Regions from separate parts of the Rattus norvegicus genome. Here region 1 is linked to region 2. A link is a contact called in public Hi-C data. All regions are on one chromosome and are shown on one strand. Each heading gives the region's core, a stretch centred on a gene start, on an enhancer-like site or on the middle of the called end of the contact. The rest is flanking DNA. Distances are from core to core; before and after follow the strand shown. Region 1 has its middle 26 kb from the start of Mmgt2. Region 2 has its middle 17 kb from the start of Cenpv.

Region 1 (3,770 bases), core at 141-2,640, 160 kb before region 2:
TGCTCACACTCTGGGCTGTACCAGACTTGGGAAGTGCTAGTGTACACGGAGAGTGGAGGGTTAATTGAAGGGGAGACTATGTGGGAGTCATTATCCATGCTAGGACGGGATGTTTTAGTAATATGGCTGTTCCAGAGTCTCCCACACTCCGGTAAGTAACTCCTCACCCATGATTCTACACTCCAAATAAACTCATCGATTCACCAAGGTAGACCTGGATAGAGTCATCCCTTTGGTTGGTCATTGGTGCCTTGTCTGGGGTCAAAAAAAAATGTGTTTATGTCTCACCGGGAAGAGTTCCTACAACAAACACCTCAAGCCCAGAAGTAGCACAGTGAGCAGAGTATGGGCTCTAACCACCTCTGAAACCATGAGCCCCATAAATCTTCCCTCCCAAGCTACACAGAACAGAGGACGCATCTTCAGAGTGGGCTTTGATGTTTGTTTGTTTGTTTGTTTGTTTGTTTGTTTTGCTTTGTTTTGTTTTCAAGACAGGATTTCTCTGTGTAGCCCCACCACCTGGCTCCAGAGTGAGTCTTTAGAGTCACCTCATCTATGATGTCACAAGTTAGCAAGAGCTCACTCTTTGTGACTGCACTTGTCCCCCTCATCTGAGGGGGCTATCTTCCAACCCCAGTTGGAGTTCAAACCTATGCACCCTCTGCTTTTAGCGCGCACACACACACACACACACACACACACACACACACACACACAAACACACACACACACACACATGGCATACCGTTTAGTTTGCAGACTAGACCCAGGAAGAGATTACCAAGGACAAGATAGAGGGACTATATAAAATTGTCAGCATCCCTAGTGTCGCACTTTGAAGACATTATTGAGTAAAGCAGAGGTAGGTTGAATGCCAACCAGCATGTGAGACCATGGCAGTCACTCTGACGACAGGGATGGCTACCAGCATGTGTACAGACAGACACTGGGCAAAGGGATGTTTCTTGTCCTGAGTGGGCTAGAGCAGGACAGAGCCAAATTCATCATAAGATCCAGAATAAGGCACAATTAGACAATGCTTATTTCTAGAATTTTCCATGTAAGACATTGACCCAAGTGAGGAGAAAAGTCTGCAAATTCTGAATCTTTACATTTCCAAAGGCCAGCCCTCTGAGGGCATTTGCAGCTGCTGACACGGCTGGAGAAGTGTGACGCTCTTCTCGCAGGTGCCAAGACTCACGCAGATTTCTGTGCAACGCTGATTAGGAAACTGACGCCAGAGTGCTGCCCAGGGTTAGGCCTCAGCACAGAGTGGCACTGCACTTGCTGCTTTCCTCTTTCCTCCCCTGAAAACACTCTTTTCTCCTGGGTCTCCTGCCCACTGGGTCTGTCACAGTCCTCCTATCCATCCACAAGATGGCAGGAGAGGGACGCCAAACAAATCCTCCGCCCACCAGGCACTGCACAGTCCACAGTCTCAACACAGAAGTGTCCTAACTTCCTGTTTAACTGTGTTTTTGGACTCTGAAGAGAGTGGCTCAAGCAGCTCATATCCAGTTGAAGGCTCCTCTATGATGGACACCTCAGGGTTATTTCCTGAGGTACAATTAGGGCAACGCCAATGTGAAGGGCAAAGCAGAGAGAGATCTTGGGAAGGGGAGAAGTGGGGCTGAGCAGATGTTCTGGACCGAACTTACCTGCAGCTTTGCAGACCACTGTGGCAGAGGTGACAATCCCCCTTTACATGCTCCATGACCCCACCTTGTGATCTGTCTCCTCAAGACTACTGGGCATCTAGGCTTGGTGGAACACCTCTGTGATTCCAGCACTCGCAATATAGAAGCAGAAGGATCCGGAGTACAAGGCCATCCTTGGCTACATAGCAAGTTCACAGCTAGCCTGGGCTACATAAGACTTTTTTTTTAAAGGTGATAGTGGTGATAATGATATGACCAGTAGGTAGGAGAGGCTAGATCCAACAAGGCAGCCAGCCCATGACATGCTACAAAGGCTCTCCAACCTTTTTACTGGACCCCCTGGGGACGTTTGAAAACAGACACACCAGATAGAAAGCACACAGACAGAGCTCGGATTGTGAAATGTGGGGAGACACAGGTATGGAGAAGGCACCATTCTGGTGAATTCTAGTAATGACTTACTTCTCCTTGATGTGTAGAGATTTTGCAAAGCACTTTCCCATGTGTATTCTACTGTGAAACAGCATCACCAAGGCCGGGCACAAGGAATGGACTGGGCCAAAGTCCCCAGATTCCGTCCTCTCTGAGGACACTGGTGCACAGGTGCCTGCCTGCCTGAATCACCAGATACGAAATACTTGCCCTTGAGGGTCTGATTTCCACCCTGCAGGACCTCTCTGAGTCCTGGCAACTTGACTCCTCCCTGTCACTCTCATGACTTCTTACTGTATCTATTACTCTGGTTACTAAGCTTCGCAGGCTTGACTCTTCGGGTCTTCCAGCACCTGTGCAAACAATTTCTTATATTAAATATTTAATTTTGAGGGAGAAATAAAGAGGGATGGGGGTGGGGCGAGGCACAGCTCCCTGGCTGGTTAAAGCTGGAATGAAAACTAGCAGATGGTGGCTCCTGCCTCCCAGCTACTCACTTCCTACCAGTGAGGGCTTTAGAAAAGAGCCGGTAGGATTTTCCCCAGCTCCCCCTTGCCCCTGTCAAACTCCCCGCTCCATCATTTACCAGCAGTGTGACCATAGGAACATGATTTGACCCATGCAGGCTTTGAGTTTAGGTTGTACCTATATTTCAAGGTGGTTATAAGAACAGAATGAGGCTGTCTGTGCCCAGGACTCCCCACAAACACAGTATTGTATAAATGACAGAATTTAAGGCCACACATAATATGTAATGGTCAGGAGAGCCATTTATTTTTAAATGGGCAAAGCTTGGGTTAGACAGATGGATCAAGCAGTTAAGAGCACTGGCTCACTTTCTTGTTCCTGTTCTTGCCTTCCCTTTCCCTCTCCCCATTCCCTCTTCCCCTCTCTCCACGTGCTCATGGCCCGCCTCTACTTCTCTTTCTTCCTCCTCCTCCTCTTCTTCCTCCTCTTCCTCCTCCTCCTCCTCCTCTTCTTCTTCTTCTTCTTCTTCTTCTTCTTCTTCTTCTTCTTCTTCTTCTTCTCCTCTCTCTCTCTCTCTCTCTCTCTCTCTCTCTCTCTCTCTCTGCCTTTCTCTGCCTCTACTAACCTCTTGCCTCCCCTCCCCATGCCCTGAATAAACTCTATTCTATACTTAAAAAAAAAAAAAAGAGCATTGGCTCCTCTCCCAGAGGACCTGGGTTCAGTTCCCAGTCCCCACATGACAAAGTGTGAAGGGATCAGACACGTTCTTCTGTTGTCCACAGGCATCAGGCATGTACATATGCAGGCAAAACACCAATAAACATAAAATAAAATAAACAACGTGAAAATAAAGTTTAAAAAATAATAGTCAAAGGGCGAGGTGAGGTGGTGCACACCTTAATCTGACTGTGCAGGAGGCAGAGGCTGCTGGGTCTTTTGTGGGCTGTAATATACCTAGTGAATCCCTCTCTGAAAAACAAAAATTAAAGCAACCAAAGGATTTGAATAAACATTTCTCCAAAGAAGAAACACAAGTGAACAGTGCGTGTGAGCAGGTCTGGGGAGATGGCATCACTGGTAACCAGCTTAACTGTATGCAAGCATGGGAACAGAGCTCCACCTCCAGCACCCGAGATCATGGGGTGGTTTAAGGTGGGTATGGGGTTGTGGTAACATGGCAGTATACATCTGTGATCCCAGAACCAGGAGGCA
Region 2 (3,667 bases), core at 232-2,731:
TCTTTTTTTTTTTTTTTTTTTTTTTTTTTTTTTTTTTGTCTTTTTTTTCCGGAGCTGAGGACTGAACCCGGGGCCTTGCGCTTGCTAGGTAAGTGCTCTACCACTGAGCTAAATCCCCAACCCTCAAAATCTTTAATGTAATACTCATATTTACTGGATACTTAATGTTTTCCAAGAACTGTTTAATATAGTTGAATGAATAGCTCAGTCTTTTTTTTTTTTTTTTTCTTTTTTTCGGAGCTGGGGACCGAACCCAGGGCCTTGCGCTTCCTAGGTAAGCGCTCTACCACTGAGCTAAATCCCCAACCCCTAGCTCAGTCTTTTTAAAATTAGCAAAGATTGGTTTTGGGGTTTTTTTGTTTCACTACAGCATTTAAAAAAATTAAGCTGGGTATGTTGGCTCATGCTTTCAATCCCAGCACTGGGGAGCAGAGGCAGGCAGATCTGAGTTTGAGGCCTAGTCTTCAGAGCGAGTTCTGGGACAGCCAGGGCTACAAGGAGAAACCCTGTTTTCAAAGGGGGCGGGGTCATTACTGCGCATCCCTGTGTGCTACAGCCTTAACCAATGTTTACTAAGGACTTGGGTGTGTCCAGTACTCCTCAGAGACGTTTGAGGGAAACCACAGGAGAGAAACATAAAGGGTCCGAGACACAGCCAATGAAAAGACTGCAGGGGAAGAGTCCCCAAAAGAGGTTACCTCAGAAGATGCCATACTTCACAACTCAGATGCTAGACGCATGATAACTGAAGCCAGATCCCAGGAACTCTTGATGGGAAGAGAGAACCCACTCCTGAGAGTTGTTCTCGAACTTTCATATGTTGGTAGACTATTCATCAAACAGACAATCAGAGCCAGTCTTAGGGCTACACATGGGTTGTGTGGGTAGAAACCGGATTTTCAGAGTCCAAACTCGATGGTTGCCCATGTCTATCATCTCAGTATTCAGGAAGCAGAGGCAGGAGGATTGTGGCCATGCCAGTCCATGCCAGTCAGTCTAAAGAGCAAATTTCAGACAGTCCAGACTTCACAGTAAGACACAATATGTCTCAAAAATAAAGAAGAAGTGGTTCTTTGGAAAGTCAGTTGTGACGGATGGTGTTTTGCTGGGGCAGACACATGGTGTGTTTTCCTGAAGTGGACACAGGGATAGACTAACACAGACTCAGGAAGGAACGTTTAGCTGAAGCAGACACAGGTAAAAGGATGTTCTGCTAAAGCACATATGTGAAAGGACATGTGATGAAGGATTCTTTTTTGCCAACAACACACATGTGTTGGTCTGACTTACATTGCATAGTTGAGCTACATTTTGCTGGGACTCCATAGAGAGAAACGCGCCCAAAAAAATGTGATTGGCAAATTGATGTCAGCTGAGACAGAAGCCTGTGCCGAGGCAAGCCACGTGGTGAGGTAAGGCCGTGAAGGGCACGAGATGTTCGGAGGGTAAACAGGACTTGATGGACAGTGACAGAGGCTGAGTATGGCTTGCTTGCAGAGCTAGTTGTGCAACACTTGTGGATCATCCGCTGCTCTTACCTTTCCTGAGAGAGGCACAGCCAAGAACTCCTGGCATTCCTCCTGGTCCCTCCTGCTGACATGAGCCAAGGCTGAGGCCTGGCAGTCTCTGCCAGGTAGTGTCACCGCTGCTGTTTCGTGTTTGCTATCCCGACTACCAAACTGGACTGCTGGTTATTTGTGAAGTGTTTGCAAGTGGAGTGGATCGAGCTGCCGCTGTGGACCTGTAAACTGAGCTGTCGTTTTCCAGACAACACAGTCAGGAGTTGCTCCAAAGAACCTTCCTAAACAGGTCCGCTCCCCCACCCCCACCCCCTAGCCTCATATCCTGTCTTTTCCACTACCTATGGTGTGTGGTGGGTTAGAGGGGAAGTTAAAATGTTTAAGAACTATCACTAAAGATAGATGTTTAAAAAAATTAAGTTGCAGGAAGGGGCTTGAGAGAGGACTCAGTGATTACGAGCACTGGATGCGTTTCCAGAGGACCCAGGTTCAATCCCCAGCACCCACATGGCAACTCACACATGTCTGTAACTCCAGTTCCAGGGGATCTGACACACATGCAGACAAAACGCCAATAAACATAAAATAAAAAACAATAACAAAAAATACCTAAAATTCTAGACGTTCTGGACTTGAAAGTTTAAAAAAATTAAAGTTTTTAAATTTAATTTTCTAAGAAAGGTTTACTTTATGTATGAGTGCCCTACCTGCATGTACACCTGCATGCCAGAAGAGGGCATCAGATCCCATCACAGATGGTTGTGAGCCACCATGTAGGTGCTGGGATTTGAACTCAGGACCTCTTGGAAGAGTAGCTAGTGCTCTTAACCACTGAGCCATCTCTCCAGCCCCAACTACCAGATTCTTAGCCTTCCTGTTTCAAGGCAGCAATTGTTGGACTAGCCAGACTACAGACTATAAGCCACTCTAATAAATTAAACACACACACACACACACACACACACACACACACACACACACACACAGAGCTACCTATTACAATTGTCTTTCTGATTTATGGTTATTGGATTTGTACTGTTTTACCTTTTTAGAGTATATTTTAGTTGTGAAAAAGTCAAGCTGGGCAGTGGTAGCGCACACCTTCAATCCCAGCACTTGAGAGGCAGAGGCGGGCTGGAGAGATGGCTCAGCGGTTAAGAGCACCCGACTGCTCTTCCAGAGGTCACGAGTTCAATTCCCAGCAACCACATGGTGGCTCACAACCATCTGTAAAGAGTTCTGATGCCTTCTTCTGGTGTATCTGAAGACAGCTACAGTGTACTTATATATAATAAATAAATAAATCTAAAAAAAAAAAAAAAAAAAAAAAGAGAGGCAGAGGCAGTAGAATCTCTGTGAATATGAGGCCAGCCTGGTCTACAGAATGTCTTCCAGGACAGCCAGGGCTACACAGAGAAACCCTGTCTTGAAAAGCCAAGGGGAAAAAAAAAACCTCATTAGGAAAGCCGTGTGCCATTGCAAATAACTCTGTTGTCAGCTGGCTCCAGGTCCTTGAAGAGCTCTTATTTTGAGCTGGATTTGTGGAAAGATATTGTGTGAATTTGGTTTTGTCATGGAATATCTTGGTTTCTCCATTTATGGTAATTGAGAGTTTTTTTTTTAAAGATTTATTTATTATATATAAGTACACTGTAGCTGTCTTCAGACACACCAGAAGAGGGCATCAGATCTCATTACAGATGGTTGTAAGCCACCATGTGGTTGCTGGGATTTGAACTCAGGACCTCTGGAAGAGCAGTCAGTGCTCTTAACCACTGAGCCATTCCTCCAGCCCGTAATTGAGAGTTTTGTTGGATATAGTAGTCTGGGCTGGCATTTGTGTTCTCTTAGGGTTTGTGTGACATCTGCCCAGGATCTTCTGGCTTTCATAGTCTCTGGTGAGAAGTCTGGTATAATGCTAATAGGTCTGCCTTTATATGTTACTTGACCTTTTCCCCTTAATGCTTTTAATATTCTTTCTTTGTTTAGTGCATTTGGTGTTTTGACTATTATGTGATGGGAGGAGTATCTTTTCTGGTCCAATCTACTTGGAGTTCTGTAGGCTTCTTGGTATGCTTATAGCATTTCTTTCTTTAGGTTAGGGAAGTTTTCTTCTATAATTTTGTTGAAGTTATTTCCTGGCCCTT

What was found. Hi-C and Micro-C count contacts between places; a contact is called where the count stands out from the background.
Region 1: a Hi-C map of liver shows a contact between it and region 2, with 4 times the contacts expected there. The contact joins two enhancer-like sites. A contact is called at or near these places in 8 of 12 Hi-C or Micro-C datasets (the A7r5 cell line, the Rat2 cell line, Schwann cells and 4 more).

Annotation. Positions count from the first base shown.
Region 1 is chr10:47,866,836-47,870,605 of GRCr8, reverse strand. No RefSeq gene overlaps it. Among named protein-coding and RNA genes, the nearest start is that of Mmgt2, 26 kb to the right of the region's middle. Within about 2 kb of position 1,390, at least 3 of the 93 cell types and tissues checked have an H3K27ac peak or open chromatin away from gene starts, as enhancers often do.
Region 2 is chr10:47,709,210-47,712,876 of GRCr8, reverse strand. No RefSeq gene overlaps it. Among named protein-coding and RNA genes, the nearest start is that of Cenpv, 17 kb to the left of the region's middle. Within about 2 kb of position 1,481, at least 5 of the 93 cell types and tissues checked have an H3K27ac peak or open chromatin away from gene starts, as enhancers often do.